2 separate regions of the Pan troglodytes genome follow, and region 1 is linked to region 2. The links are chromatin contacts, called in public Hi-C maps. All regions are on one chromosome and are shown on one strand. Each heading gives the region's core, a stretch centred on a gene start, on an enhancer-like site or on the middle of the called end of the contact. The rest is flanking DNA. Distances are from core to core; before and after follow the strand shown. Region 1 holds the start of FAM32A (family with sequence similarity 32 member A). Region 2 has its middle 31 kb from the start of TPM4.

Region 1 (3,158 bases), core at 556-3,055, 150 kb before region 2:
GAGGCAGAGTCAAACTCAGGTCTGTCATGCCAGAGGTAGTGCATCCATGTGTTTTCTGTATGCCTGAATTAGATCTGGGAGTAAGGAGTTAATTGTCCCCAGTGTCCATTTTCCCCAGTGTCACCGTACAGAATCACCTAGACCAGGGTTAGGGTTTCTCAGCCTCAGTGCTACTGACATTTGGAGCCGGATCATTCTTTGCTGCAGCAGGCTGTCCTGTGTATCGCAGGGTGTGTGGTATCATCCCTGGCCTCTAGCCACTAGTTGCCAGTAGTCCCCACCCCAACCCAGTTGAGAACCAAAAATGTTTCCAGACATTGCCACATGTGCTTCGGGGTGGGAGTTTAGGGGGGTGGAGACTACCCCCAGGTGAGAATCACTGACCTACACTGATTATTCCCTCTCCCCAGCATAATGGATCCAGTTCCTCTGTCTTACTGTGAACTCTTCTGTTCTCCACTGCACACATTTATGGTGTTTAATATCAAGAAAAAATAATTTATCGGAGCCTTAAAATACAATACAAACAAAGTCGTCATGGGCATGGCCATTCAATATCAACAGCTGAGACTGGGTGCGGTGGCTCATGCCTGTAATCCCAGCACTTTGGGAAGCTGAGGCGGGCGGATCACTTGAGATCAGGAGTTCGAGATCAGCCTGGCCAACATGGTGAAACCGCGTCTCTACGAAAAATACCAAAATTAGCCGGGTGTGGTGGCGGACGCCTGCAATCCCAGCTACTCGGGAGGCTGAGGCAGGAGAATTGCTTGAACCCCGGAGGCAGAGGCTGCAGTGCTCCGACACCGCCAAAAATAACTAATTTTTAAAAAAATACAGCATGTTTGAATCTGCCAAACAAAGTTGTCTTGGAAACAAACTTTGTGGTGACTTCGAGCGGCGAGCATGGCCATTTAATATCAAGAGCTGGCATCCACTGAACATTTATGCACTGCTTTTTACTTTCATGACTTCCTCTCAAGTTCCCAACCCTCTTAGAATAAATTACTACCCTGACTCGTACAGAAGAGGAAACTTGAGGCACGGAAATAAGAAAGTCACTGGCCTAGTGTCGCAGGGCAAATAAGCCACAGCACTGGAATCCAAACCCGGGTCTCCAGCTCTGGCCTCCTTTCAACGCCAGTTCTAGCTCTCCCCTCTGCTGCCCACTCGGGCCAGCGGGGTCTTCTCATCCTTGGAGCTCCCCCGGCAGAGGGCGACTCTTCTCTCACTCACGTACAGCATCCTCTCCCCGTAATTAAGGTCTCCTCTGACCGCTCCCCTGCCCTCGGAGCGTCCCAGCCCTGACCCCAATTTCCAGTCTCCCGGCGCCGGGTGTTCCCGCCTCCCCGCCGCCTTCTGCTTCTGCTCACCCGCTTCTCCTGCATTTTCTCGAAGGCCGCCTGGGCCGGGGTCCGCTTGTCCAGGCCGCGCCGCTTCTCCTCCTCGTTCTTTTTGCTCGTTCCCATTGCTTCCAGGAGTTTCGCTTTGTCTTTGTCCTTCTTTTTCTTCTTCCTGGAAAAAGACATGAGGAGGGGGCGGGTCGGAGGATCAGGGCCACGGGTCCCGAGAAAAGGTCTAAGGGGGATGAAGACGGAATCCCGCGGGCCCTCGGGCCTCACCGCTTGGTCACTCCCAGCTCTGCGACGCCTTTCAGCTTCAGGGGTCCCTTTTGGACCTGCTCGTAGGCCTCCATGACACTCTCCAGTGGTTCGGTAGATGGAGTGCCACACTTCCTGTTTGCAAACACTATTTCTGCCCGAATGGCCGCCTCGCTTCTCTTTGATTGGCTGAGCTACAAGGTGAGCATGCGCTCTTGGTTCTGGACCCGGGCCACACTTCCGGGTAGTGGGCGGGACAGAGAGCCAAGCGAATGAGTGCCCTTCGATTCCTATCTGCTGCCACACTTCCGAATTTGGCGCTCACTTCCGGTCTCCCATTCTTCACACAGGGTGCCGGAAACCCAACCCCTTTTTGAGCGTTTTGCGCACTTTTGGGTGACCTATTCTCTCTCCTTGATTTTTTTTTCTTTTTTAGAGACACGATCTTGGTCTGTCACCTAGGCTGGAGTGGAGTGGCGCGATCGTAGCTCACTGCAGCCTTGAACCCCTGGGCTCAAGAGATCCTCCCGCCTCAGCCTCCCCAGTAGCTGGGACTGCAGACGGGTGCCACTGAGCGCGGCTAATATTTTCATTTAAATTTTTTTGTCGAGATGGGGTCTCGCTGTGTTGTCCAGGCTGGTCTCGAACTCGTGGGTTCAAGTGATCCTCCCGCTTCAGCCTTCCAAAGCGCAGGGATCACAGGCCTGAGCCATGCCCCCCCACCCCCGTTCTCTTTTATTGCCATATTTTGAGAGTTCACTGGATAGCTGAACCTAATTTTGTAAACCTAATCAGTATTCATTAATTTTTCAGCTTTAGGTAAATGACAATATCATGTGACAAGGTTGGTGGTATGTTAAAACAATTAAAAATCTATTTTATGCCGGGCGCGGTGGCTCACGCCTGTAATCCCAGCACTTTGGGAGAACGAGGTGGGCGGATCACGAGGTCAGGAGATGGAGACCATTCTGGCTAACACGGTGAAACCCCGTCTCTACTAAAAATACAAAAAATTACCTGGGCGTGGTGGCGGGCGCCTGTAGTCTCAGCTACTCGGGAGGCTGAGGCAGGAGAATCGCTTGAACCCGGGAGGCGGAGGTTGCAGTGAGCTGAAATCACACCACTGCACTCCAGCCTGGGCGACAGAGAGAGACTCCATCTCAAAAAAAAAAGTATATATATATTTAAATCAGCACTTTGGGAGACCAAGGTAGGCGGTTCACGTGAGGTCAGGTGTTGGAGACCAGCTTGGCCAACGTGGCGAAACCCTGTGTCTACTAAAAAAAAAACAAAAACGAAACAAAACAAAACACAAAAAGCAAAAATTAGCTGGGCATAGTAGCCTGCGCTTGTAGTCTCAGCTACTTGGTAGGCTGAGGCAGGAGAATCTCTTGAACCCGGGAGGCGGAGGTTGCAGTGAGCCAAAATCGCACCACTGCACTCCAGCCTGGTCAACAGACAAAGACTCCGTCTCAAAAAAAAAAAAAAAAAAAAAAAAAAAAAAAAAAAAAAAAAATCAATAGAGATAGGGTATTGCTGTGTTGTCCAGGTTGGTCTCAA
Region 2 (3,144 bases), core at 17-2,516:
GCACTCAAGTGCACAGACGCATTGCACGCACACATGTCGACAGTTCAGGAGGGGCAGAGGATGCCGTCTCTGGGCCCTGCTGACCCATGCAGGGCTCCATTGTGATGGGTGCCGTGAACCCACAATGTCACCATTACCCAACACCCAGGTACCTGCCCGGCTCTGTGTCGTAGAGCAGTTGGAGACACAGTGTGAGTGGGTTCTGCCCAAAGGACGCTTTTCTCTTTTCTAGGTGAGAGGCACATCTCTGCACAGCTGCTTGATCAGACTTAGGAGAGCGTGACCTGCTCTCTTCCCTCCCTGCTGACTTGGGGACAGTCGCTACTGGGTGGGCGGCAGCTGCCCGAGGAGGGTCATTCTCGAGTGCTCACTGGGTGCCCGTTCTGTGCTGACCAGGCAGACAGTCATCCTGTTCATCCTCACGGTGACTCTGTTCCAGGAACATGCCAGGAAGACCCCCAGCCCCACTCCCCAGGACAGACCTGGACTGGCCCAAGGACAGCACCCTCACACTGTCCCCATGACCCTTTGCTTCAGTCTGGAGGGCCAGGCTGGGCCTGTTGTGCTGAGCAGGACACTGAGTCCTCCCAGACAAGGAGCCCACCTTGACAAGACCCAGATCAAAGGCAGGAGTGTGGTGGGCACCTCCTCACCCAGGCCTCCCCCTGGCCATGGCCTCCTGTGCACAGCTGGAAGCCAGGGGTGGCTGCAAAAGGACCCAGAACCTCCCAGTGGGAGGTAGCTGTGGTGGAAACCTGGGTGTGGGCACCGACCCCTTCCATGCTACCCCCTTGTCCCTAGAGTGCCTCGTGAATATGTCCCAGTCTGGACTATAAGGATTGGTTCAGGAGACGTTCTCCCGGGCCTGGGCCCTGGAGGACGATGTGGTTCTCACGCACTTTCGGGTCTGCATGAAGGAACTGATGAGGAGACACTGGGACCTGCCACCCCTAGGGAGGCTCCAGCATCAGGTCCCCTCCTGAGTCATCCTCTGGGGCAGTTGATAGTAGAGGGGGCCTGGGTCCCTGCAGCCCTACTACCTGGACCTTCCTCCAACACCTCTTCCTCTACACAGAGAAACTTCTACAAATAGACCTGCCGGTTTTCAGGGGATGTGCTGAGTGCACGTGTACTGGACATGCTGCTCAAGACAGGCGGGGGTGCCCCCTGCACCTTTTACACTCTCTCTGGTCTGTGCGAGCTCCCTGCCCCCGCTGTGAGCATCAACAGATGCCGGGAGGAGCAGGGTCCCCACACTCCACAGCGCCCCTTCAGGGATGCCAGGTGAACAGGAGAATCAGTGTTTCTGGTCCAGAGGATTCGGGGAGAGGACACGGGCAGGAGCTCTGGCCCAGGGCCAGAACCAAGAGTTCAGCCAGGCGTGGGAATGGTCCAGTCCTGGCATGGAGTGGATGGCCCCAGAGAGCGGAGAGGACCCCGTGCCTGGGGCCATCTCACCCACTGTGGAGACAGGCCCCCATGTGAGGTGGCAAGGGGGCCAGGTGACAGTGAGAGCTTCTTCCCACCTGAGCTCCAAATCAGGGCTGCATCCCGGGCCGCACAGCCCTGGGATGAGGATACGAGGCATAAGCCAGCCTGAAGCCTGTGTTACCTGTCCCAGGGGGGATACCCAGGCAGCTGCACACACCCCTTGCTCTGGGATCTGCAGCCTGCAGGGGTGTCCTCTGTGTCAGGCTAGGGTGGAGGACACAGGGGCCCGAAGGACTCCAGAGACCCAGATGTGCAGAACCTGGCCCTGAGACGACATCTGATGGGTTTGGTGGAGAGGCTGGGTTCATCTGCATTCTCTTCAGCCAAACTTAAGGGAGGGACCCCAGCACCCAGGGCTCTTCGGGTATTTCCCGGCATTGAGCCTCTCTGCAAGGGGGATGGGCTGGCCCTCCCCGGCCCACCCGCCCAGCTCCAGCAGCACATGCAGGCGACTCCTCTGGAATGGGAGCCTGGTCCTCCCTTACCCTAGCCTGGCCAGGCTGTCCCCGAGGCCGAGGCCCGGTGGCATGAAAAGGGGGTTTCTGCAGCGCCCAGGGCAGAAGGTTGCTCTCTGGGAACCTCCGGGGCTCAGGGTGTGGCCAGGCCGTCCCTAGCTCAAGACAGACCTTGGGTGAACTGGCGGTACCTCTGGTGGAATTCCATGCCAAAGCTTCCGATGGAGCAGGCTGGCGTTGGGGGCTTGTGTTTCCTGTGGTATGACCTTGAACAGGGATGCTGAGCTCCTGTCACTTCCACATCTGCCCTGGATCGGCTAAATGGCTTCATCAGATCCCAGACACCAGAAACTACTGTGCCCCATGATAACCAAGAGGCAGGTCCAGAGACATTTCTCTACACAATGGCACCTGCATCCGACTCCTCTTGGAGGGCAGTGACCAGCCCGGTGTGGAAGGAGTTAGGGCAGCACCCGGCTAGCTGCTCCACAGCCCTAGATGGCTCTTGGGCCTTGGGAAGTCATCTCTAATGAGAACGCCGTTCACTCTAAGACTTCCCCAGAGAGGGGTGAGTGTGGCACCCCTGCAGCCCTAGCCATCAGTAGCGTGCCTTGCGGCCTCTGACTCAACCTGCAGGACAGAGCCCCACCCTCAGGGCACACTTCCTAGGACCAGAGGGGCCTGGCCTCAACCTGAGCCCTGGGAGGGGAGGGGAACTAGAGGTGTCACGTGCCTCCACAGTGGCCAGGATGACCACGCAGGGGACCCATGGCACTGTGGATTCAGTTGCTGTACTACTTGATGGCAGAAAATTTGAGAGTGATCTATGAGAACATGAAGTGCTGAGCCTGTGTAGTGAGCAGGACATCAAGGGCTGACTCGCAGGGCCTCATGGCCTCAGCAACCCTGGCCTTATATCTGCAGTGCAAGTGGTCTGCAACCCTGGACTGGCCCAGCGTGCCATGGCTGCCCCTGTGCCTTGACCCACTGTGCCATGGCCATTGTACCACCCAGAGGTTTCAAGGCCCTGCCCGGTGCACTGCCTGCCTCCTTGAAGCCATCTCTCAGTGCTTTCCAGCTGCTACTGCAGCCGCAGCTGGTGCCACCACAGAGTGCCTTCCAGCAGCCGGCGCAGGATTTCCAGGCGGTAGGGATGCCCTGAAGCCGTGGCCTCAGCAGCTCCTTGGTGGCAACTAGG

What was found. A called contact is a pair of places that touch in the nucleus more often than the background predicts.
Region 1: a contact with region 2 is called in a Hi-C map of induced pluripotent stem cells, with 4 times the contacts expected there. The contact joins the promoter of FAM32A here to the enhancer-like site in region 2. A contact is called at or near these places in 5 of 7 Hi-C or Micro-C datasets (blood, induced pluripotent stem cells, a lymphoblastoid cell line and 1 more), 1 of 1 datasets of contacts at active chromatin or transcription factors (stem cell-derived excitatory neurons) and 1 of 1 other capture datasets (stem cell-derived neural stem cells).

What each region holds. Positions count from the first base shown.
Region 1 is chr20:18,839,905-18,843,062 of NHGRI_mPanTro3-v2.0_pri, reverse strand. It overlaps FAM32A (family with sequence similarity 32 member A), which reads right to left and starts at 1,805. Exons shown (of 4, transcript XM_009434928.3): 1 at 1,620-1,805; 2 at 1,371-1,512. The coding sequence starts at 1,693.
Region 2 is chr20:18,693,008-18,696,151 of NHGRI_mPanTro3-v2.0_pri, reverse strand. No RefSeq gene overlaps it. Among named protein-coding and RNA genes, the nearest start is that of TPM4, 31 kb to the left of the region's middle. Within about 2 kb of position 1,266, at least 1 of the 24 cell types and tissues checked has an H3K27ac peak or open chromatin away from gene starts, as enhancers often do. A contact at or near this core is called in induced pluripotent stem cells, where this site is marked.